2 separate regions of the Capra hircus genome follow, and region 2 is linked to region 1. The links are chromatin contacts, called in public Hi-C maps. All regions are on one chromosome and are shown on one strand. Each heading gives the region's core, a stretch centred on a gene start, on an enhancer-like site or on the middle of the called end of the contact. The rest is flanking DNA. Distances are from core to core; before and after follow the strand shown.

Region 1 (7,920 bases), core at 3,672-6,171:
AGATTGCTGGGAGAAATATCAATAACCACAGATATGCAGATGACACCACCCTTATGGCAGAAAGTGAAGAGGAACTAAAGAGCCTCTTGATGAAAGTGAAAGAGGAGAGTAAAAAAGTTGGCTTAAGGTCAACATTCAGAAAACGAAGATCATGGCATCTGGTCCCATCACTTCATGGGAAACAGATGGGGAAACAGTGGCTGACTTTATTTTTCTGGGCTCTAAGATCACCACAGGTGGTGATTGTAGCCATGAAATTAAAAGATGCTTACTCCTTGGAAGGAAAGTTATGACCAACCTAGACAGCATATTAAAAAGCAGAGACATTACTTTGCCAACAAAGGTCTGTCTAGTCAAGGTTATGATTTTTCCAGTGGTCATGTATGGGTGTGAGACTATAAAGAAAGCTGAGCACCGAAGAATTGATGCTTTTGAACTGTGGTGTTGGAGAAGACTCTGGAGAGTCCCTTGGACTGCAAGGAGATCCAAGCAGTCCATCCTAAAGGAGATCAGTCCTGGGTGTTCATTGGAAGAACTGATGTTGATGCTGAAACTCCAATACTTTGGCCACCTCATGCAAAGAGCTGACTCATTGGAAAAGACCCTGATGCTGGGAAAGATTGAGGGCAGGAGGAGAAGGGGGCGACAGAGGATGAGATGGTTGGATGGCATCACCGACTCAATGGACATGGGTTTGGGTACTCCCTGGGAGTTGGTGATGGACAAGGAGGCCTGGCGTGCTGTGGCTCATGGGGTCGCAAAGAGTCGGATATGACTGAACTGAGTCCATTGATAGAATAGGGTTGTTCTGACCCTAGAATATGGTCATTCAAATCAGCAGAAGAGACACTTCACACAGAAAACATTGCCCTTTTGCAACAGAGATGCTGCAGCAAATCCAGCGGGGAAAGAAGGGATTGTTAATAACAGAGCTGAGAGTGTCGGGAACGATTTGGGGAAGAAAATGTATGACCTTGCAGCACCCCATGCCCCAGATAGATCCCAGATGGAATAAGAGATACTGCGAGCAAGTAAATCCGTGAAACACCCTCTGAGGGGATGGGCGGGTGTGGTTGTGCAGGACCTCACAGCAGGACGGGGCCAGGCTGAGCGTAGGGGGTGGGGTGGTCTTACCTCCTGCTGGTAAGTGCCTCGATCACCCGAGCTGGACGACCCTCTGTCCACGCATCAGGCTGTAAAGATGATTGTGTGCTTTACCGCGGTCATCTCACACTCCCAATCTGTTCCGGGGCAAGGCACAGAGGTGACGCCTGTGTCATCACAGTCCACATGGCTCCCAACCTGCACGTCCTCCACCTTCTTAAAGCGTGATGTGTCCCCATTATGATGGAATTAAAAATCGTGCGGTCCAAAGACTCATCGCATCAGAAATGGCTCATCACATCAGAAATGCTCGCCACAGAGTATCAAACAGAACCCGGGCCGCGCCGCAGTCCTGACCCCCGCGTGCTCACCGGGATTGTCTGCTGCTGGTTGTCTGCTTCATGGCTTTCTGTGTTTTCCAAATCTCCCGCCATGAACATGTGTTATTTTTATCATCATGAAAAGGAACAGGCAGCGTATTTTTAAAAATTGCCCCACTGGGGAGCAATCCGACGATGAAGATCTGTTGAGCCCCTGGTTTCGAGTTTCCCAAACTGACCTGTCATCCGAGGCGCTGGGTCCCCGTAGGGCGTCCGTTCTTGGTGCCCAGTGCTGTACACAGGCAGGGGGCGGGGAGCTGCCCATGACCCTGGCCTGTCGTCAGCATCGCCTGTCCTGCCTCCTACGGCCCAAGTCAGGGGTGCATTAACCCTTCGTGCTCTGCCCGCAAACAGAGTAGGGGCTGGGGTTGGGAGGCAAAACCAAAGCCTCTGCTCCCCCTGCAGCACCTTCTCCAGGATGGCCCTGGACACAGCGAGAGCTGGAGGCTTCATGAAGCCCCGGGAGTGAGGCTGATGCTAAGGGAGCCTGGGGGAGTCCTGGGGCTCTGGGGAAGGGGCAGGGCCATGGGCCGGGCTGGGCTGGGCTGAACTGGGATATGACTGGGCTGGACTGGGCTGAGCTGGGCTGGGCTGAGCTGGGCTGGGCTGGGATATGACTGGGCTGGACTGGGCTGAGCTGGGCTGAATTGGGCTGGACTGAACTGGCATATGACTGGCCTGGACTGGGCTGAGCTGGGCTAAACTGGGATATGACTGGGCTGAGCTGGGCTATGATTGGGCTGGACTGGGCTGGGCTAAACTGGGATATGACTGGACTGGGCTGAGCTAGGCTGGACTGAACTGGGATATGACTGGTCTGGCCTGGGCTGGGCTGGGCTGAACTGGGCTGGACTGAATTGGGATATGACTGGGCTGGGCTGAACTGTGATGTGGCTGGACTGAACTGGGATATGACTGGGCTGGACTGGGCTGAGCTGGGCTGAACTGGGCTGAGCTAGGCTGAACTGGGCTGGACTGAACTGGGATATGACTGAGTTGGCCTGGGCTGGGCTGGGGTATGACTGAGCTGGACTGAACTAGGCTATGACTGGGCTGGCCTGTGCTGGGCTAAACAGGGATATGACTGGATTGGGCTGAGCTGGGCTGTGACTGGGCTGAGCTGGGCTAGGATATGACTAACCTGGCTGGACTGGGCTGGGGAGGGAAGTACGGACTCAGGACAGCTGTGAGTGAGCAGCGTGTGGGAGGCCCCGCGAACGTGTGGGCGGGCAGGCGATCCCTGCAGTCTCTGTGTGATGAACACACTCCCACATGAGAGCAGAGGCGGGCTGGCTCACAACGAGCGCCCCAGCAGGAAGCCAGGCCAGCTCCCGCATGCCCGGGAGGAGACAGCTGTCCCAAACACGTGCTGTCCTGACACCCAGACACCCTGGGGAAATTCCCTTACCTTGCCAGGAGAGGGGCCCATCACCCTGGTGCCTCCAGGCCCCTCTGCCCTGTAAGAGCACCAACGAGTCCCCAATGGGCTTTGGGAGGCCGGTCAGCCTTGGCCACCTGACTCCTCCACGTCCCAGCACACCTAGAAACTGGTTGTACTGGTGAGGCCCGAGCAGGTACAAGATGGAGGGGCTGACAGGCAGAGCCCCCCAGCTGGCCTCCCTGGTGCCTGAAGGCCTGGAGCTGGAAACGTCCCTCTGCCTCCTGGCATGAGAGATGTCCCCTCTGCCCCCTGGCATGAGAGATGCCCCCTCTGTCCCCTGGCATGAGAGATGCCCCCTCTGCCCCCTGGCATGAGAGATGCCCCCTCTGCCCCTGGCATGCGAGATGCCCCCTCTGCCCCCTGGCATGAGAGATGCCCCCTCTGCCCCTGGCATGCGAGATGCCCCCTCTGCCCCCTGGCATGAGAGATGCCCCCTCTGCCCCCTGGCATGAGAGATGCCCCCCTCTGCCCCTGGCATGAGAGATGCCCCCTCTGTCCCCTGGCATGAGAGATGCCCCCTCTGCTCCCTGGCATGAGAGATGGTCCTCTGCTCCCTGGCATGAGAGATGCCTCCCTCTGCCCCTGGCATGAGAGATGCCCCCTCTGCCCCCTGGCATGAGAGATGCCCCCCTCTGCCCCTGGCATGAGAGATGCCCCCTCTGTCCCCTGGCATGAGAGATGCCCCCTCTGCCCCTGGCATGAGAGATGGTCCTCTGCTCCCTGGCATGAGAGATGCCTCCCTCTGCCCCTTGCATGAGAGATGCCCCCCTCTGCCCCTGGCATGAGAGATGCCCCCTCTGCCCCTGGCATGAGAGATGGTCCTCTGCTCCCTGGCATGAGAGATGCCTCCCTCTGCCCCTGGCATGAGAGATGCCCCCTCTGCCCCTGGCATGAGAGATGGTCCTCTGCTCCCTGGCATGAGAGATGCCCCCTCTATCCCCTGGCACGAGAGATGCTCCTCTGTCCCCTGGCATGAGAGATGCCGCCTCTGCCCCTGGCATGAGAGACACCTCCTCTGCCCCCTGGCATGAGAGACTCCCCCTCTGCCTCCTGGAATGAGAGATTCCTCCTATCCCCCTGACATGAGAGATGCCCTCCTATGCCCCCTGGCATGAGAGATGCCCCCTCTGCCCCCTGGCATGAGAGATGCTCCCTCTGTCCCCTGGCATGAGAGATGCCCTGCAGCCCCTCCAGCTCACCCCAGACTTGGTAGGGCCTGTGACTCCAGAAGCTGCAGAGATTCAGGCGTCAGGAGTTCCCCTGAGACTGCCGTGAACCCAGGCCTCCCAGGAGGCCACGAGCCTCCGCGGCTGTATTTTTAGGCCATCCCGTTTCTTAGCCTTCCTGGGCATTACTACTAATAAAGACAGCAGGGTAGGCCCAAGGCCAAGGCCGCAATACAAGCGGACAGAGCCTCGGGACTGCACACCCCCATCACCAGCCTGGGAGGCGCCTCTCTGAGCCCTTCCTTTACCACCAAGACTCCCCGGCACCAGGGACCCCAGGTTTTGGAAGTCTTTGCTGAGCAACCCCATTTCCTCACCATGGGCACTTTTCCCCACGTGGTAGAAAATAAGAGGCCATGTGAGCTCCTGTCAACAACCACAGGAAAGCTGGTACGTGCCGGGCCCCCATGACACCCTGGCCTTGAACTGGGGGCTCCATGGGGCCCCTGAGTCCCCGGCTCAGGCTTCACTGTGCCCCTCCTGCCAATGAAAAAACAGAAGGGAGAGAGCCAGCACGCCTCACTGGGAGTAAGGGGTAAGCCCAGACGCGCCGCTCCCCCGGTGCTTCCTGCCGTCTGTCCTGGCCCAGAGGTCACAGGAGGCTCCCGGCCAGCATGGCCATTCAGAGAGGACAGGCAGAGAGGAGCTGTCACCTCTCTCCTCCCCCTACTGGCCACCGCCCACCGCCCATGCTGACAGAGACTAAAAATACCCTTCTGTCCCCACGTGGCTGCCAGCCCAGCCCAGCCCAGCCCAGCCCGGCCCTGTCATATCCCAGCAGGTCTTCCATGCCCCTTGGCCGGCTGGGCAGTCGTGTTCTCCAGCCCGAGTTCTGAGACAAGGTCTCAGAGACCCACTGAGAGGTAGGATTGGGGGGCAGCCAGAAGTGGGAGGTGAGGACCGGGGCTGGGACCAGCAGGGGAGGGGGAGTTTTAGTGGACAGCCCAGTGGGCCTGGAGACCCCAGCCTGGGTGCCTTGGGGAGAGACCTGCACACAGCCTAGACCCAGCCCTCGGGGGCAGGGATGGGGGCTCAGCGGGCCTGCTTCCCTCCAGGTCCTTCTGGAGAAGTGAGGGGCATGCTGGACCACACCTCCGCCTGCAGCCAGGGCCGTGACGTCCAGCCCCAGCCAGGGCTGGACTGAGGCCCTTTGCTGTCCTGCCCACTCTGCCCTCCTCACTCCCGGCCTGGCAGGCACTGGGCAGGGGGCTCTGAGCCCCCCGGAAGCCTCAGCCCCCAGCGAGGACTGCAGGGCGGCAGGTGTCAGCAGATGATCTGAGGCTCTCCGGGAAGGTGCCAGGTGCTCCCGCCCGCTGGCCCCCGGCTGCCTGGGGCGGGAGCCGCCTGGCTAATCTCCTGTGCTCCCCTGGGAGGGACGTGCTGCCTTCCCCCCAGCCAGAGGGCCTTACGGGGAGGGGTGAGGCAGGCTGCACGCCCACCAGGGCCCGGGACCCCTCCTGACCCAGCGGAGCCCAGGCAGGCTCTTGGGCCTCTGGGTGGGTTCTCTGTGTGCCTCCCTGCTCACGTTCCTGCCGCCGGCACGGGACCTGGGCGTCCGCAGTGCAAGGTCTCCGTACGGGAGCTCTGGGCTTTGTCGTTTCGATGGCACTGGGTGGACCCGGCATTTTGCACTGGCCTTCGCTTTGTTGGCTGCTAAGGCGCCCCCTGGTGGACTCACGGCATCTCAGGGTGCAGCTTCTTGCTGTGTGGTCACTCGGGGGAAGACAAGCTGCACAGAACTTTCTTTTCTCCGGGGCGGTTTTCTTAGGGCAAAAATTTCAGAAGATCGTAAGGAAATATGTGCATAATTAAATTAGCCCAGAAGTGCGTTTGCTGGATCAGGCGATTCGAGCTGAGATTGCTCTCTTTTGGTTGTTTGTCTTTACCAACCTACATCCAGTGACATGTTACCTGGGGGGTCCGGGGGCCCGGGACCCCCGAGATGTGTAGTCTTGGACAAGGGACTTGAGCCTCTTTTTGCCTCTGCTTCCCCAGCTTTAAAGGGACGGGAACAGCAGCCGACGGCTGGCGGAGTTCTCATGAGGGCTGAATGGCGAGTGTTTGTGCAAAATCCAGGATGGCCTGGTCCATGGGGGGCACCGTGAGGGCACGGCTGATCCCCCAGCCCTTTCACCTCCAGCCTCTCAGTCTGCAGATGATGAGGCTAGGACCACAGAGGGGCGTGGCTCACTCAAGGTCACCCAGCAAGGTCATGGCAGGCGAGGTTCCCTGTAACCACAGGCCAGTAAGGACCTGCGGGGCTGAATATATTCAGTTGCGGATGCCCTTCCCAGCAAGGGGGATCTGGGAGTAGAAGAGGCCACTAGGAGTGTTGGGGGTGGCAGGGACCCCCGTGCCCCAGGGGGTCTGTTCCGCACAGTCCAGAGGTGCAGAGAGGGGCTGAGGCTTGGTTCTCTTGCTGGCCCACCCTGCCCTGATTGCCTAGCCTCTCTGAGCCTCAACCGCCTCACCTGGGAAAGACAACGCCTCTGCCTCCCAGGGCCTCGGGGCTGGTTTAGGTGAGAGGCTGGGCGAAGCACTTCACACGTGGTTGATGCTCAGACCAGCGGTCAGCCTGACGGGTGACTCGGGTGAGACAGTCCCCCTGGCTGACCCTGCTGGCTCCTCTCCCCAGGAGCCCGCGCGGACGCCCGTGAGTAGGTGAACCTCACTGTCATGGTGCGGAACGTGGACGACCTGGACTTCCACCTGCCCTCGCATGCCCAGGACGTACTGGACGGCCTGCAGAGGCTGCGCTCCCAGCCCAAGCTGGTGGACGTCACCCTGCTGGTGGGTGGCCGGGAGCTGCCCTGCCACCGCGGGCTCCTGGCGCTGAGCAGCCCCTACTTCCACGCCATGTTCGCGGGCGACTTCGCGGAGAGCTTCTCAGCGCGTGTGGAGCTGCGGGACGTGGAGCCCGCTGTGGTGGCGCAGCTGGTGGACTTCGTGTACACAGGCCGGCTGACTGTCACCCAGGGCAACGTGGAGGCGCTGACCCGCACGGCCGCGCGCCTGCACTTCCCCGCCGTGCAGAAGGTCTGTGGCCGCTACCTGCAGCAGCAGCTCGACGCCTCCAACTGCCTGGGCATCTGCGAGTTTGGGGAACAGCAGGGGCTGCTGGGTGTGGCTGCCAAGGCCTGGGCCTTCCTGCGAGAGAACTTCGAGGCCGTGGCCCAGGAGGACGAGTTCCTGCAGCTGTCCCAGGAGCGGCTGGCCACCTGCCTGGCCGGCGACGTGCTGCAGGTGCAGCCGGAGCAGAGCCGGCTGGAGGCGCTGCTGCGCTGGGTGCGCCACGACCCCCAGGTCAGGGCTGCCCACCTGCCCAAGCTGCTCGGCCTGGTGCACCTGGACGCCGTGCCCCGGCCCCACGTGCAGCAGCTGCTGGCCTCGGAGCCGCTGATCCGGGAGTCGGAGGCCTGCCGGGAGGCCCTGGCCCAGGGCCACGAGGGGGTGAGTGACAGGCGGGGAGCAGGGAAAGGAGCCCCGAGACCCAACCCACACGGGGACAGACAGGATGAAGTGGGCATCCCCGAGGTGTCCCCAGCCCGCAACTCTGCCTCCCTGGGGTCCGTTCACCTCCCAAGTACGTACTGCGCAATCTATGTGTGCCACTTCCTGCCTGTGAGGACAGGGGACCCAGAAGTGGTCATCCCCAGCCCACAGCTTGGTGGGGAAACCCCCTGGAAACACACCCAAGGCAGCACGAGAAAGGCCATGCTGGACGTTGGGTGTCCTCAGAGGGGCAGGCAGTCAGGGAGAGCTGCCTGGA
Region 2 (7,920 bases), core at 2,979-5,478, 130 kb before region 1:
CCAGTCTAACAAGTCTTAAAAGCAAGACCCAGGAGAATCTGTCTGTTTCCAACATGGGGTGTAAGTGCATCCTGGAACAAAGCTAAGGATATTCCTAGGACTACAGAGTATCTACCACGTGACAACTTGAAATTCACAGTATCAGGCTTCCGAGCAAAAATTACCAGATGCAGAGAAACAGGAAAATATGACCCTGATGTGAACAAAACCAGTGAATTGAAACTGATGGGCAGTTGATGCCCATGTTAGGATTAATAGGCAGGAATACTTAGGGAGCTGTCCTGATTGGTGCCGGTGATCAATCTATCCCCTCCCAGCTCCAAATTCACCCTTCAGTACCGGCTCTGCAGTGGTGAAAGAATTCTTGAAGCCTTTTGCCTCTACCAGTGAACACAGTGTTAAGGCCCCAGTAGAGGGTGCTACAGGGACACATGAAGAGGAGCTCGCCTGCCTGCACAGCTGTCTGATGGGCCGTTAGGGTGGTGCTCTGCCCCCAGCATGTACTGAGAACACAGGGCTGCTCAGCAGCCTTGCAGCCTGGCCTGGTGACAGTTTCCTTGTGGTCCCCCTGGTACAGACGCCACGCTCTCCATGCCTCCTGGCCCACCAGCATGCTGATTCCTTCTTCTCACCTTCTGGTCCCTCACCGCGTCTTACCTGGGTCCACCTGCACCCTGGAGGATTCCCGCTAGCCCCACTCGCTCTGTGTGTCTGTGCGCCTGGCCATTCGTAGCTGATGGCTACCTATTCTCAGCCGGACCTCTGGAGGACAGCTTTCTGCTAGCTCTGTGACCGCAGACCCGTTCTGACAAGGAGAAACCAGCAAACCTATCCGGTATCCAGTGGGCTGCACCTATAACTTCTCCAGCCAGGTCCAAACCCCAGTGGCGACGGGCATGCCCAGCACCCAGATTTTGATTTCTAATACAACTCTCCAAGAAAAGGAAGAAAGCTCTTTGGTTGGTGGATCCGGCGGTAAAGAACGTGCCTGCCAATGCAGCAGAGAGATTTGGGTTTGATCCCTGGGTCAGGAAGATCCCCTGGAGGAGGGCATGGCAACCCACTCCAGTATTCTTGCCTGGAGAAACCAATGGACAGAGGAGCCTGACAGGCTATAGTGCATAGGGTCCCAGAGAGTCAGGCATGACTGAAATGATTTAGCACACATATCCTTTGCCCCAGGTGTTAACTATTGCCTTTCTGCTGCTGCTGCTGCTGCTAAGTTGCTTCAGTTGTGTTCGACTCTGTGCAACCCCATAGACAGCAGCCCACCAGGCTCCCCTGTCCCTGGGATTCTCCAGGCAAGAACACTGGAGTGGGTTGCCATTTCCTTCTCCAATGCATGAAAGCGAAAAGTGAAAATGAAGTCGCTCAGTTGTGTCCGACTCTTCCCGATCCCATGGTCTGCAGCCTACCAGCCTACCAAAGACTGGCAACAAGCCTGAATAAGACTCAACAACAAAGCGACAAGTCAGGAAGCACTGATCCCAAGGAGCAGGTGAATCTCAACGAGCGCAGTTGGAACCTGTGGGCCCATGTGTGCTGGTCCTATCCCCTGCTTCCCAGCCCCGCAGGGAACCGCCAGGGGCAGCCTGGGTACAAAACCAGAACTCTGGCCACAGCCTGCAGCGGCGGCCCAGGACCCTGACCCGCTCCGTCCATGGGATTTTCCAGGCAAGAGTACTGGAGTGGGGTGCCATTGCCTTAGGCAGCAACAATTTGTCTGTGAATATTTTTGACAAATGCCCCCTACATTGTGGCTTAAGCCCTGGGGCCAAGGTGCAAGTCAGGAAATAAGGATAAATCATTTGAACTTGTCTTTCTGGGAGTTAGTTACCAGACAAGTCAAAAGAGGATAATTCTTTATGAAGATCTGTTCTTCCCCTGCCGGGAACATGGGCTGTTATTTTTATGGAAATCAGGAAAGACCAACCAATGAGAAGAGCAAAGCCTCCATTAAAGCATACGATAAGTAGAGAGTATAGACAGACAATAACAGACACGCATACACATATGTCCATTCCATAGTATTAATTATATTCAGCTATATTTAGGCATAGGTAGTGTAATTATTAATAAGTGTAAGGGTCTGTGTTTTTTTCGCCCATTCTGAGAGGCTTGTGGGATCTCAGTCCCCAAACAGGAATCAAACCCGCACCCCATGGAAACGTGGAGTCCTAACCCCTGGATCTCAAGGCAAGTCCTTAAGTGCACATTGTTATGTTTTAAACATCCCTAAAAAAAACCAAAAACGTATCTACTCAGAGCTGGCTGTAGAAAGAGGGCCAGCCGCCATTACTTGTGTTTGCAAAGACTCAAAGGCAGGCAGAGCTTCCCAGGTGGCTCAGCTGGCAAAGAGCCTGCCTGCCAAAGCAGGAGACACAGTTTCGATCCCTGGGTCAGGAAGATCCCCTGGATATGGTAATGGCAGCTTGCTCCAGTATTCTTGCCTGGAAAATTCCATGGACAGAGGAGCCTGGTGGGCTGCAGTCCATAGGGTCGCAAAGAGTTGGACATGACCGAGTGTGCACACATGAGCATTCACAAACACACACACAAAGGCAGGCAGAGGAAAGAGGGCTTTCTGCTGGGAGACAGGAAGCCTCCAGAGTGCCTGCTGGGGCTGTGGGCCTTGGGTGGCCCACGTGATGAGTGTATTTGGCTTTCTCTGATTGGTCCTGAACTGGACGTGGGGACAAAATTTAGGGAAGCTGTCAGTTATTCATCCGGTCCTGGCCATTTGAGGCAGATTGTTAGGAAGTAATTGTTTAGATTCCTAGAATGAAAACAATCCCATTCCTTGCAAGTCTGACTTAGAGCAGGCTGTTTCCTGGGCCGTGTATTGTGGGGAGCGGGTCAGGGTCCTGGGCCGCCGCTGCAGGCTGTGGCCAGAGTTCTGGTTTTGTACCCAGGCTGCTCCTGGTCTGCTTGTGTTTCAGTCTCTCTAGCTTTCCGGCTCCTGCGGGGCTGGGAGGCAGGGGATAGGACCAGCACACATGGGCCCCACAGGTTCCAACTGCGCTCGCTGAGATTCACCTGCTCCTTGGGATCAGTGCTTCCTGACTTGTCGCTTTGTTGTTGAGTCTTGTTCAGACTTGTTGCCAGTCTCTGGTTAATTTCCAGAGTCTCATAAAATGGACTGTGACTGTTTGGGCCAATTTTTTGCTGCTCTGTAGAAGCAGCAGAATTTCAGAGCTCCTCTCTCAATTTTCAGCCCAGTGACCTATGATATTCATTTTTAAAAGGCACGGAAAATGCTCATTTTATTAGTGGGCTGTTCTTTAGAGGTTAGGCACAGAGAAGAAGCCGACTCTGACTCCATGCTGGAACTGTTCCTTTGACTCATTTTTTATTGTTTCTGTTTTGTTATTCTAATCATTGGAGAAGGAAGTGGCGACGCATTCCAGTATTCTTGCCTGGAGAATCCCAGGGACTGAGGAGCCTGGTGGGCTGCCATCTGTGCGGTTGCACAGAGTTGGGCACAACTGAAGCGACTTAGCAGCAGCAGTGGCAGCATTCCAATTATACATAACGGCCTGCCTCAGAGGACTCTGCCACGCTCCTTGCTGTTCAATCATTCAGTCATGTTTTTGTGACCCTGTGGACTGCAGCACGCCAGGCTTCCCTGTCCTTCACTGTCTCCTGGAGTTTGCTCAGACTCGTGTCCATTGAGTTAGTGATGCCATCCAGCCATCTCATCCTCTGTCATCCCCTTGGTGGTCTTTGGCCAATTTATTCTGACCCAGAGTCCTTCCTGGGGGTGCACGTGTTGCTCAGCCAAGATGGAAGCCAGCGACAAGAATTCTGGGAAGTGGTCAGTCATGTGGTGTCTCCTTTTGACCTTTCCTGAACTCTTCCAGTTAGTGGTGGCTTATTAGTTCCGTGTTCCTTAACAGGAGCCCCTGTCGTAAAATAACTCACGCAAATGGTTACTATGGTGCCCGGCCAGGGTGGGGCGGTTTCAGTCAGGGTGCTTCCCTCTAACACTGTAGCCCAGAGCGACTGTTGGTGTGTGAGTGTCAAGAGTGGAATTGTGTCCCCTCCAAATTCATGTTAAGTCCTAACTCCCCTGGAGCCTCACAATGTGACCTTAGAGATAGGGCTTTTACAGAGCTAGCTGAAATAGGGTGAGGTCACTGGGGCGGGGCCCAGTCCAGCGTGCTTGGTGTCCCTGTAAGGAGGGGACATCTGGGCACAGAGGGATGAGGGGAGGGCAAGGGGAGGAGACGCAAGCTGGGAGAGAGGCAACCGACTCTGCCCACGCCCTGACCTCGGGCTTCCAGGCTCCCAGCTGAGAGACAATGAATTTCTTCTGTTCAAGGCACGCCTTTTTCAGTAATTTGTTTCATCGGCTCTAGAAAAGCTAATACAATATGCTTCTAAATACTTTCTGCTAGTGTGTAAACTTATCTCTATCCAAACAGACCATTTTGACACAACGTCATTATACTATTCAGGCAATTACGCCACTGAGTTTCCCATTTTGTGACAGACAATGGACACTTTTCTGTGCCAGGAGGTGCCTGTCCGCTGGTTCTGTGAGCAGCTGCCCTTTCCCAGCTTCTGGCTTGCTGATGCCCTCTATTTTCTCAAGGACCTGTGGGTGGAGACTTGGGTGGCTTCCTGGCTGATGTTGCTGAGAACAGGCCAGCAGTGATGGGGCGATATTAACCTATCCTCCATCTGACATCCTGTGCAGGCTCTGACCAGCCCTGGGGACCCCTGTCCCTGGCAGCTGGTTCTCGGTGGTCCCCTCTAGCAACGTGGGCTTTTCCGTGCAGACGGTGTCTTTGAACCCTTCCCTGATCCAGACATCTACATTCTGAGAGGCAGAGAGTTTGTAATTTCCTTTACCCAAGTCACGCCTCTTTTAAGCTTACTTAAATATTTCATATGTCTTTCTCCCAGCCCCTTCCCCATGACTCTGAAAAGGACTTCTTGATAACTTCCCAGCTGGTGTTGGGACATGAAACATGCCTATTGATTTTTTTCATACAGAGCAGTGTGTTCAGTTTTACTTGTTTGTGGTTTTCAGCTGCCTCGGGATCTGCACTAGGGTTCTGATCACGTGGTCTGGTCATGTGGCCTGTTCCTTTCTCTTGCCCGTTTCCTGTTCCTGGCGTGTGCCTTACTGAGTCAGCCGGAACTTCCAGAATAATAGGCAGTACCTATGGTGAGCGTGGCTGCCTTTGCGTCTCTCTCCATCCTGTTCTCTGTGTCCTCCCCCCCCTCCTCCTCCACTGTAACCTGCCCTGGTGCTCCCTGGGTCTTCGTCCCGGCCTCTCACCTTTCCCTGCAGTGTGTGTCTCGGGGCTGCCGTGAGGCAGACCGTCTTTTCTTGTAGAAAACCTCATGTTCAGAATTCTGTTGGACTTGACTGTACTGTATGCTTAGCATATGGAGGAGGAGCATTCATACAACCATGTAGACTTGACATAAAACTCATATATGATCGCTACTAGTCACCATCTACTTCAAAACAGTTTTCTCTTCCTTATTTATTTTTGGGTGCAGCATGTGGGATCTTAGCTCCCTGTATTGGGAGCACAGAGTCTTAACCACGGACCACAGGAAAGTCCCTGCATTGCCTGGTTTTTTAAACCATCTGTTCAAGGAAGCCTTATGCTGCTTCCTATTTGCTTCTCTAGTGAGTAGCAGCAGTGAAATCATTTATTTGACACAAGACCTGTGCTCAAGGTAAGGGTCAGTCATGTTTAGAAGAGACCTTTGTATTGTCCTGAAGACAAAATAAAGTTTGGAAGGAAAATTCACTCAAAATCCTACCAGTCTGAAACAAAAATTATATTCACTTGTTCATTTAGTTCCAGTCTCTGCCCATTTGTTGGTTTTTCAGAATGATGGTCATTGAATTTATACAATCTGAATGTTGATTGTTTATTCAATTTAATAAGTATGTTCAGATTCTACATAATCTGCCTAACAATCAAGCGTAATCACAGTGTCATATTCTTGTAAGCAAATGAGCGGTCATTTAGTTACCCTCCCCCCAATACTGAGCTTGAGGTTGCTTCCAAGTTCTGCAACAATTGGATTACTCACCAGGTCAGTCCCTAGAGTGGAATTACTGGGTCAAAAGATCTGAAGGCTTTTAGGATCTGTTTTGTTTTTTTTTTCCCCCCTACTAAAGGGTTGTGCTGGGTAAAACATCTGTCTATAATGCTGGAGACCCGGGTTCAATCCCTGGGTTGGGAAGATCCCCTGGAGAAGGAAATGGCAATCCACTCCAGTACTGCTGCTAAGTCGCTTCAGTCGTGTCTAACTCTGTGCGACCCCAGAGACGGCAGCCCACCATTGCCTGGAAAATCCCATGGACAGAGGAGCCTGGCAGGCTACAGTCCATGGGGTCACAAAGAGTCTGACACGACTGAGTGACTTCACTTTCACTTTCTTTCAAAGGGCTGTGCTGGGCAAGGGCTGTGCTGGGTCCCCTAACGCCAGCAGAGCAAGCAGGGGCCCAGGTCCTCTCTGAACGGAGGCTTCTCCTCTTCAGAAGCAGAAACCACAGCGTGGGCGTCACTGGAGTTCTGCCATCAGATGTCAGTCAGGAGGGTGTGGAGAGGAGTTCCTGGAATGTTGGTTCTTCACCCCAGTCTCTAGTGAGAGAGCCGTGGCTGCAGGGGAGTGGCTGTCTCTGGAGGTGGGACTGCCCTGATGAGCCAGCTGACTGCCTCAGGTGACCCTAGTGTGGTCCCGAGCTGGGGGGCAGGGTGCAGCTCAAGACCCAGACCAATGGACATCACCCTGGACTGTTACAGATGCTCAGAACACGGCGTGGTCACTCCAGATTGCGTTCCTGCCTTCCTCCTTCGAGAGTTTACATAAACTCTCATGGATATACATGTTCAGCCATGTGTTTTTTTTTTTTTAAGGGAAAATAGTGTTTTTGGCTCTTTTCTCCCCCATAGCACTCATTGAAGTGCACGTGGTCAGATACTCGGAACAATGAAAAAATTACAGGTACTATACAACGTATGTAACACGGGCAGCAGCACCTCCCGCAAGCACCGTCTGAGCATCCTGCATCCCTGTGAACACGCCCTGGGCTGATGGCACCGGCCAGGTCCTCCAGGAAGGCTTCCTGAATGCCCAGATCCCAGGCTGCCCTTGAAGCCCCCAGCCACCATTCCTGGCATGTTTCCTGGAGGCACTGTGCATCAGCTTCCTATGGGTGCCACAGCCAACGAGGGTTTAAAACATGTATTTATTCTCTCACGATTCTGAGAGTCAGAAATCGAAGATCAGGAGGTTGACAGGGCCCTGCTGCTTCCAGAGGATTCAGGGGACTCGTGTTCCTGCCTTTCCCAGCTTCTGGGGGCCACCCGTACTCCTTGGCTCGGGCCCCTTCCTCGGACTCCTGCCTCTGCTTCCGCTGTCACGGCCGCCACCACTGACTCTGATGCCCTGAGTCTCCTGTAAGGACCCTGTGATTGTGATGGCCCCGCTGCATAATCCCGGACTCTCTCCCCATCTTAGTCCATTTAGGCTGCAGTAACAAGACACCGCAGCCTGGGTGGGCATACACAGCAGAAATGTATTTCTCATCGTTCCGGAGGCTGGAAGTCCAAGGACAAGGTGTCAGCAGATTTGGTAATGGGTTCCACTTCCTGATTGAGAGCTGGCCACCTTCTCTCTGTGTTCTCCCATAGAATGGACAGGGGAGTGGTCTGAGTCTCTTTTATGAGGGCACTAATCCCATTCTTGAGGGCTCCACCCCCACGATCTCATCACCTCCCGACATCCCCACATCCTAAACTAACATCATCACTTTGAGGGCTAGGATCTCAATATATGAGGAGACATAAGCATTCCATCTACAGCATTCCCCATCTTTAAAATTCTTAGCTTAGTCATATCTGCAAAGTCTATTTTACCATGTAAAGTAACATATTCACGGGTTCC

Evidence for each region. A called contact is a pair of places that touch in the nucleus more often than the background predicts.
Region 2: a Hi-C map of blood shows a contact between it and region 1, with 5 times the contacts expected there. The contact joins the enhancer-like site here to the promoter of KLHL30 in region 1. A contact is called at or near these places in 2 of 5 Hi-C or Micro-C datasets (both in blood).

The regions. Positions count from the first base shown.
Region 1 is chr3:3,255,907-3,263,826 of ARS1.2, reverse strand. It overlaps KLHL30 (kelch-like protein 30), which reads left to right and starts at 4,921. Exons shown (of 8, transcript XM_018040298.1): 1 at 4,921-5,014; 2 at 6,787-7,601. The coding sequence starts at 6,828.
Region 2 is chr3:3,387,084-3,395,003 of ARS1.2, reverse strand. No RefSeq gene overlaps it. Among named protein-coding and RNA genes, the nearest start is that of UBE2F, 11 kb to the right of the region's middle. Within about 2 kb of position 4,228, at least 1 of the 5 cell types and tissues checked has an H3K27ac peak or open chromatin away from gene starts, as enhancers often do.